Linked DNA regions of Zea mays: region 2 is linked to region 1. The links are chromatin contacts, called in public Hi-C maps. All regions are on one chromosome and are shown on one strand. Each heading gives the region's core, a stretch centred on a gene start, on an enhancer-like site or on the middle of the called end of the contact. The rest is flanking DNA. Distances are from core to core; before and after follow the strand shown.

Evidence for each region. A called contact is a pair of places that touch in the nucleus more often than the background predicts.
Region 2: a Hi-C map of ear shows a contact between it and region 1, with 2.5 times the contacts expected there. The contact joins the promoter of LOC100275578 here to the promoter of sbp7 in region 1. A contact is called at or near these places in 2 of 25 Hi-C or Micro-C datasets (ear and endosperm).

The regions. Positions count from the first base shown.
Region 1 is chr4:206,058,543-206,063,065 of Zm-B73-REFERENCE-NAM-5.0, reverse strand. sbp7 (SBP-transcription factor 7) reads right to left here and starts at 2,832. Exons shown (of 10, transcript NM_001362256.1): 1 at 2,060-2,832; 2 at 1,659-1,852; 3 at 708-1,567; 4 at 534-608; 5 at 325-432; 6 at 118-235; 7 at 1-4. The coding sequence starts at 2,706.
Region 2 is chr4:206,716,495-206,720,994 of Zm-B73-REFERENCE-NAM-5.0, reverse strand. LOC100275578 reads right to left here and starts at 1,823. Exons shown (of 11, transcript NM_001149629.3): 1 at 1,733-1,823; 2 at 1,127-1,322; 3 at 737-858; 4 at 355-463; 5 at 238-277. The coding sequence starts at 1,268.

The DNA of each region.
Region 1 (4,523 bases), core at 1,583-4,082:
ATTCCTGAAATAAGATAGCAGCCTTGACATCAACCAAAATGTATCAAATATGAAGCTCTGCAATGAGCTGGGGCACAAAAAGTTTATATGGTGCGCAATTGACTAATTTGCACATACCTGCTTTATATGATACCAACTGGGAGTTGGTTCGAACTAAAAACCTTCCTTTTCTCCAGAAATCCAAATCAGAACTTTGAACTAATGAGTTTACTCTCTGGAGGAGATTTTCTTCAAGCTGCATTTACATCACAGAAATTTCAACTTGAGATATAGCAACTATAGTTGAATAATAATATCATAATCTCCAATTGGGGCTAGACTTACCTCATCCCATGCAATACCCGGCATTAATAGGTACATGGATAGTACAAGGCAACCGGGGCGAATGTAACCCTCCATTTCAGTAGGGCTGTGTTTGAGCCAATTTACTATCTGCACAAGATAAGAAAGGAGAACAATTTAAATTACAGTCATAGAAAGCAGGGCAAAATAGGGCTGCAATGTGTCTTGCTAAAATAAGCAAACGGACATACATCATCACGAAGGTTCCCAGGTATTGTGCTAGGTTCCTTGCCAAACAGCTTAAAAATAATCCTACCAGTCCGATCCTGTAAAATGGCAAATCAAGATAATACAGGTACATGATTGATACGGTAAGAGGTCTTGGAAAGGTTCTGCAAAATGGAATTGCTTTGCGTAGAAACTACCTGTCCATCTGAGTTTGAGGTTGAAGGTGAATGATCTGAACAAGATGTTGAGGCATAGCAGGACTGGTAACCAGGATTTGGTGGCGATCCGTTCTCGATGGGACGCTCTGAATCCTTGAAGAGATCAAGTGGTGGTGCCAACCATGCCTGATTTGTGCTAACTTCACCCATCGTAGCATCTTCCCCATAATCTGTAATATGAGGGTGCCGAACCTCTTCATCAACCGAGTGTATGGGGAAAAACTTGCGGGTTATAGGCGGAGAGGATGAAGGAGATCTCTCATCCAGAGGATTGCTACTCTCAGAAGATAAGTACTTATTCACTGAGTCCATCTTAGGTGGAAAATCCTCCTCAGTGCTGCCAAACAGCTGCAGTGACAAGTATGGTCTGGTTTCTTGTTCTGTCTGCTTGTATATATGAGGTTGGCTTTCGTGTGTGCTGTTGCTTCTCATGAAACCAGCAGCAGAGAAATCTCGGGTTGATTTATCATGTGAATTTACAACAGTTACTGGCTCTGTTGAATGGCTCTTGCTCTTGTTATTACCACTGCTGTCACTGCTCCCTTGGGACTGAGATGTATTGGTCTCAGGTGTTGAAGTTGCAAGGCCAGTTGGAAAAACTCCTAGCAAATCCATGGTTGATGGCACAGTTTGCTTGTCGATTCCGTTGGTCGTCTTCCCCACAGAATCCTGCCGTTGCACTTGTTGCTCTTGCAAAGCATCCAAATCAACGACTTCAGATGGAGGAGATTTGTCCGCAGAGGTCATATTGTTGAATGAATTTATTTTGCTGATAATTTCAACCAGATTCTGCTTATCTGGTATGGGAGGAATGCTAGGCACTTTACCGACGCTAGAACCTGACATTACGAACAACAAATTCCACTATACTGGTTAAAATCACAAAGTCCTGAAACGGTATATTGAGTATGGAGTGTTAGCAGTCAGTACCATGCAAGTGCGCAATCACTGTAATTAGATTGACAATATCCTGCGTCCTATTTGCTGCATTTTCTTGGTTTCCAGGTAGCAGCAACTGCGAAGAAACATCTGCTGGCTGGGTTTTTCTTCTCCGCCGGTTGTGCCCAGCAAGCCTACGCCGGCAGCTCCTCTTACCCTCGTCAAACTCCGCGAGTGGGTGAAATCTAATCGATTGACCAGAAGAACCAACTTAATTAGTAACTAAAACTCCCACGGCCTACATCGGCGCCGGCCGAAACCGCAGCATGAATCCGTGCTACAGGAACATGTCTCTGGCCCAGCAAGCACACACTCCATACGAACCGATCAGATCACAAAAACAGACTCCTAGCACTCTAGGCAGTAGCATCATAACAACAAATCTCATTTACCTACTACACTGCTGGCAGAAGCGCTGCGCCTGGTTGGCGACGACGGCCCTGATGGTCTTGCTGTGGGTCTCGCAGACCTTGTGCCTCCTGTGGTAGTCCTTGGCGCCGGTCAGATCCGCTCGGCACTCATCCACCTGGCACATCGGGTAGCCCGCGCCTCCGTTGGCAGCCCCGCCACCGCCACCGCCCGCGCTGCCTGGCGATCCTGACCGCACCCGCTTGCTCGGCCTGACCACCAGGTCCTGCCCCGAAGCAGGCGGGGACGGCGACAGCGACGCCGCGGGAGCCGTCGGGCTGGCGTCCGTCGGGGCCGTGGAGCCTTCCCGCGGGCCGAGCTGGAGCTTCAGCGCGCCGCTTCCTCCGGCCCCCTGACGGTGCACCTCGGCCGCCTGCTGGGGCTGGGGCTGGGGCTGGCCACCGGCGAGGCGGAGTGCATCGGCCGACGGCCTGGCGGTGAGCGCGCGGCTGTCCCAGTCCCACAGCCTGGGGTTCCAGTTCCCCGCAGCGGCCTCCGCGGGCGCCGCCGCGGCGGCCGGACACGGCTGGCCGCGCTTCTTCACGGCGGCCGCGGCGTGGGGAGGCATCGGCTGGATCTGGTGGTGGATGAAGAGCGGAGGGGCCACCTGCGGGCCCACCTCCCTCTGCATCGCTTCTCAAGTCCTCCGGGCTCGCCCCACTCAGCCTCAGCCACAGCCACGGCCCACCTCTTCGACGAATCTACGCAGACGAGGTCAAACGAGCCGACCAGCGCCCGCAGCAACAGGGGGACACGAGCGGCGCCGCAACAGGGGCGAGGCCAGCACCGAGCAGTCGAGGAGAAAGATTCCGTTCCAGTTACCACTCACGCAAGTCTTCGGCGCCAGTCGCAACCGTCACGTCACCTCGCCGCCTCCCCCTCCCGCCCTCCAGAAATAGGGCCAGAGCAGAAAATATCTCTCTTCCCTGGCCGGGTGATGAGTAGTGCTGATTCGGCGGCAGAAAGAGCGCGTAGGATAGAGGTGGAGTGGAGCAGCGAGAGGAGTGGGCTGCCCGCCCTGGTGGCGTGGTGCGGCGCTGGAGCCTAGAGGGAAGGCGTGTGTGAGAGGGAGGAGGCCGCGGGGAATCGAGCGCAGACAAGGCAGCGCAAAGCGGGCGGAGAAGAGGACCTCCTGCTCCCGCCCGCGTGGGTAGCGTCCTGGCGCGGCAACAGAGGCAGGCGTAGAGATGGCAATGGGTACCCGAAATCCGAAACCCGATGGGTTTTTACCCCATTAGGGTACGGGTTTGGGTCAATTTTCATACCCATGGATTTGTTAATGGGCATAAATCTATACCCGTCGGGTTTATGGGTACGGGTTTGTTCCTATAGTACCCAAACCCGTGAACCCGTGGGTTTTTTAAACCCGACCAAACCTAGTGCATATTGTCATTTTATTTTATAAATGACCAACAAACTTGTTATTCCTTATTTACTTCATAATTTTTTTATCAATTGATGAATGTATCAGTAGTCGGTGAGAGTGTTGCTTGCTTGCCATTATAGTTTTTACTAGCGTTATATATGTGGTGGATGGATAACTTAGTGCAAGGTCACTTAATTATACAACTTATTATTTGTATTTCATTCTCTCTACTAATAATTTTTATACCAAATCATGAACTCGTTGTTCATTACATAGATTTTGGATCATGATTTCATTAATCATTACGATACTTATTGATTATGAGAAGAACAAGTATATTGGAGATGAAACCCACGGGTAACCCATGGGTACCCGCTAACCCGATGGGTACGGGTTTGGGCAAAATCTCAAACCCGTCATGGGTACGGGTTTTTTAATGGGCATGGATATTTTTCACGGGTACGGGTTTGGGACGGCAAAACCCAGCGGTTTATACCCGTTGCCATCTCTAGGCAGGCGGGTGGCGTGCGCTGTGTGCGTGGACGGACGGATGGCAGTGTTAGGATTTATGGGCTTGGCCCAATTAAGAATTTCTAATAATTCCAGGAAAATCTCAAAAGCCCATATAAGTGGATGGCAAAGGGATAGGTGGAACCAATAGCACTATATTGCTAGCTCTTGTGGAGTAGAGCTAGCTTAAATATGGAAGCCACACTCACTCACCAAGTCATGGATGAGAGGAGAGAGTGTGGAGAGCCACACGCGCGCGCGCGCTCGCTCGCCTCGCCTCGCCTCGCCTGGCCTGGCCTGGCCTGGCCGAAGGGCGCGGGCGCACGACATGCGCGTGAATGGTCCGCCGAAATCCGGCCCCTCGCGGGTGGATAAGCACGGGGGTCGCGGACTCGGCCCTATAAAAGGAGCCCGGCAGCCAGCCTCCAGATCATCCCCAGCTCCCAGTTCGCTTTCGCCTCTCTTCATAGCTGAGCCGCCTTTTAGTTCCCTTCGTCCCGACCGCAGAGGTGCATCTGCGATCAGGAGAGCAGGTCTCCGGAACCCTTCGTCTTCTAGATCCTGCACCGGGA
Region 2 (4,500 bases), core at 574-3,073, 660 kb before region 1:
AAGTATGCTATGTTAAAAAAAAGGAGTCTACTAAAAATGATAAATCTATGTGTCTGTCAGGAACTGCAGTATTTAAGTGTTCTGCTTCCTAAATGCCATAATTAACAAAGAAAGTGTTTTTAATGTAGAAGCGTTAATTCTGCAAGAAAAAGTTAAATATAATTTGAGAATGTCATGTGTAGTTTCGGAGAAAGTTTAATTTCTAACAAACTTGAGGAAAACGTTGTTTGTGCTCACCATTTTTTGTATAAAGTTGATTCCCATGACACACATGTACCTATGAAAAGAGGTGCGCCTTAGTGTGAGTATGTGAACCTGTAGTATTTGACTAGCTGATAGTTAAAAATTCCTTACAAACGTCAATAGGTCCATCTGCAAAGCCTTCAGCAAGTAAGGTATGAAATGGTGTCCCCTCTGGACCCTCACGGTACATCACTCTTAATTGGTCTGTATCTTGCTTCACCTGCCAACGAAAAGTAGCTAAGGATCACTGCAGCCATTCATAAGCACTAACTGAGAAACATAAAAGAGAAACTAATCGATCCCAAAAACTGGAGAGGAACAGGTTAGAGAACTTTGAAGCACCATATAATCTAATAATATATAGAAATCACAAACACAAGTGAAATGTTGCATTCTGGAAAATGGTGATAGCATCACAAACTAAAAAAAGAATAATTATTTCAGCGAGCTGATGTCACTATGAATGAGCTAACAAATTCAGTTTGATGCATACCTTCCACTCCTTCTGTGGCAGCCCATGGACCTTGGAAGATCGTCCGTCCCTCGAAGTATCTAGCATTTCAAGAAACTCAGAGACTTCTTTTGCCCGCGTTTCAGCAATGAGATCGATGTCACCTGAAAGAGGACACGCAAAAGCACTAGTCAAGAAACACTGAGCAGACAACCATTTTTACATGTAGGCCAGCAAATACGCTACCACAATCAAGGCCTTCAGGTAGCACTAGCGCCCCTACCTTCTCTAATCAGACCATAAAGGCTCAAACGGATCATTGAAAAGAAGAAACGGTACAATCATCAGTGCCATTAATATGCTCATACTCAGTCCAAGAAATAGATGAACCACGCGAGCTGAGCAGAGGAAGTAAAGAGAGCAAGCAAGCACCTTGATCGGAGCCGGGCAGGGACGACGCCAGGATCTGCTTCTTCACCAGCGCCCTGAGCGAGGCCTCCTCCGCGAGGTCGGGCATCGCCAGCGTCCGGTCCAGCCGATCCCGCAGCTCCAGGATCCGCTTCCTCTTCTCCATGGCCGGCGGCAGCCGCTACCAGGAACCTCCAGCTCCTCCGCCCCGCCCTCCCACCTAGCACGCCCCACGACACGACTCTGAAGATGAGGAACTTCTCCAAAGGACAAAGAGGTTAAAATCGCCAGATCGATCAAGCAGGTGAGGCGCAGAAACTAATGTCCCAGTCCCTCCCCCCTTTTTGCACTGTTCCCTGCCGAAGAAAAAGGATCGGAATTTCGGGGTCCCGGATAGGAAAACGCGAGCTTTTATGCCGATGCTCGTGCGTCTCCAGCTATGAAAGGCGGCCGCGGAGCCTCGAGAGTATTTTCCCGAAAGAATCTATCCTAACCCCATACAGTCGGGCTCACGCTGCGGCGGAAGCGAGAACAGGAGAGGAGAGAGCGGCGTCCAAGAAGGACGGGGATTTCGGCCGGCCGAAAGATCCGCGGTCAGTTGGGCGGGGGGCGGGAGCGGGAGTCGCTCACCGCAGGCGAGGACGTCGGGGATGCAACCGGAGACGAAAGACGGGGGAGGAGAGATCACAGAAGTAGCAGACGGCCGCGGAGGGAGGACTGGTAGACTGCTGAATTGCTGATGGTGCTCGGGGAGTCGGGGCTGGGGCCCGCGTGGCCAACAGGCTGATTCCAACAATGCCCCCTGTCATCTCCCATGCTTCTATTCATTTTTAAATACTTCACCTCTTTCATTTCTCTCTATGTCTCTCCCTCTTCAACTATTCTCTTTATTCAGTTTCAGCCCCTTTACCCATTAACTGAGCTATTTACCTTATATACATCATTTTCCAAAGTTTAAAAAAATTATATAATATTTATAGTACCGTAATAAATATTGTTATCAGCTAATTAAATATGAAAAAGATTAATTACGTACTTAATAGCAGTGATTAGTGAATTGGGGAGATTCTGAATAGAGGCGGAGGAGGGTGGACCCTTGGAGCCGGCCGGAGCCGGAGCCCAGGGCACTCTACAGTGAAGTGAATTGAATAGATACAATGGCTAGAGAGAGAGAGAGAGGAAAACAGGCAGAGCCATTGCTCTCGTGTTCTGTTCAAAGTGGCGACTGCCGGAAGCCCCTGTTTGGCCACCCAAACGACCGACGGGAACGGTGATGCTACTGACCAGTGACATGTTAAAGGCGGCCACCACTGTTAGACATAAATAGTCATACTGTTTTCTCGGCTGGACATAGTAGATTTTCAAATATAAATAATATGATAGGTCATCTGATGAGGTCAATCTTACATCCCAAATAAAAATTACGAAGGAATTTTGAAGGATTCAAATCATGTAGAAAAATTTAACTATCCTTTAGAACAAATGATTAAGTTTTTATAAATCATGTAAAACTTCTATGGAATGGACCATTGTAGTTAGATTTTGGAGGATTTTTAACATGAGGTCCAACCTATTGAAAATTTTTCTATGTAATGCAAGTGTCATTCAACTCTTGATTTGTATATTTTTTGTTTCTATCCCTGTGTTTTACCAATGCTGTAATCCAAAGAAGTCCGTAGTGTTTAAAGTATGAACGATGTGATAGATCTTCTGATGATGTCAATCTTACAGCCTAGGTAAGAACAGTACACAAAGTCAGATAACATATTACAATGTACAGTCAAATAACGTATTGATGTAGATAGGAACTGGTGGCCAAGGTTGGAAGATGGAACACGGGTGTCGTTTGGTTCACGAAATGTAACGTAAATAGTAATGGTATTGATTCACACTTGAATACCGGCGGTAACAAGTTTAAATAAGTCGGTATCCATTTTTAGTATGATATCGATTACGATTGGATTTAAACAAACATAATGTAACGTTATTGGTTTGGTTACTCATTACATTAACAATATGTGAACCAAACGGTACCACGGTCTTCTTGGAGTCCGGTCTGTATTGAGATGTAACCAATGTCTCTTTGTTTAGTATTTAATAATCAGCTGGCTCTTTGATGTACCACTAATATCCAGTTGTCCGCTCACACAACATACTCTGTTTTTTTTTTGGTAGAATATACAGAGGGGGCATTTGGTTTCACCGATAGTTCGATACGACCAGTAATGGGTAAGTTAAAACGTGGAGCCTGCGGTACAAATTTAGGGGGTGTTTGGGAACAAAGTTTTTCTGCAGTTTTGGAAGAATAATGCAGTATTCTCAAATACTGCAGTATTATATACATAATGGTGTTTGGCAAGCTGGGTAAAATCTCTGTTTTCAAAACTGAAGTATTGCAAATACTATAGTTGTTTTAAGGCATTCTAAACTTAGCTCTGGACCTCAGTTTTCAAAACTGCGGTATTATAAACTACAATATTGTCATAACTAAAGTATAGTATAGTATTTCAAAAACTGTGGTTTTCAAAAACTTTGTTCCCAAACAGGGCCTTAGAGTTTGATATTTTTTTAGTAACAAAATTTGCTGTCTATAGAAGCCGGATGACAAGTGGAAGCTGTAATAAACAGCGCTTTGTCGGACAGCAAAGCAACAGCTGAACGGTCCAGCCCAGCCGGCCAAGGCACGGCGCGCATGGTCCGTCGGCGGTGGCACGCGGCATCCATCAATCGTCTGACAGCTAATGAAGATCATTCAAATCAACCTGTCGAGTTAATCCGTCACTCCCTATATCTCAAACCATATAGATCACTTTATCTAACTTCGCGTGTAAGTCATAAAAGCTTGTCATGAAAAAAAAAACTGAAAAACAAACAGATCCAATGTCGCCACATAAAAAATAGATTGTACCATATGTCATTCAAAGAGAAGAATAAGATAATGCAACCCTGGACAAAAGCCATTCGTAAATATATCTCACCTATATGTCTTATGTACGAAAAATATATATCTGAATATATTTCATATATATATATATATATGAAAATCCCGCAGTTTGAAAAATATATGTCACCTTAACAGATCCGCAAGTTGAAAATATATATATGAATATTATCTCCCACTGTGCCTTATGTCAACTGGCCCATTTAATATGCAATCTCGTTTGTGAGTACGCTCGGAGGCAAGTAGAAATTAGATGGCGGATATGTTGTGATGGACAGGTAAATGTTTTACCCGCACTATAGCCAGCTACCTAGATACTCTGCACGGCAAAATTAAAACCCTTTATAGATAGTTTAGAAACTTAAATCCTCTTCATAAATTTATGAGATTAAGAGCTTGTTTGAAAACAAAAATACCAGAGAGAATTGAAGAGACTAAAATGCACTTGCTATTCATT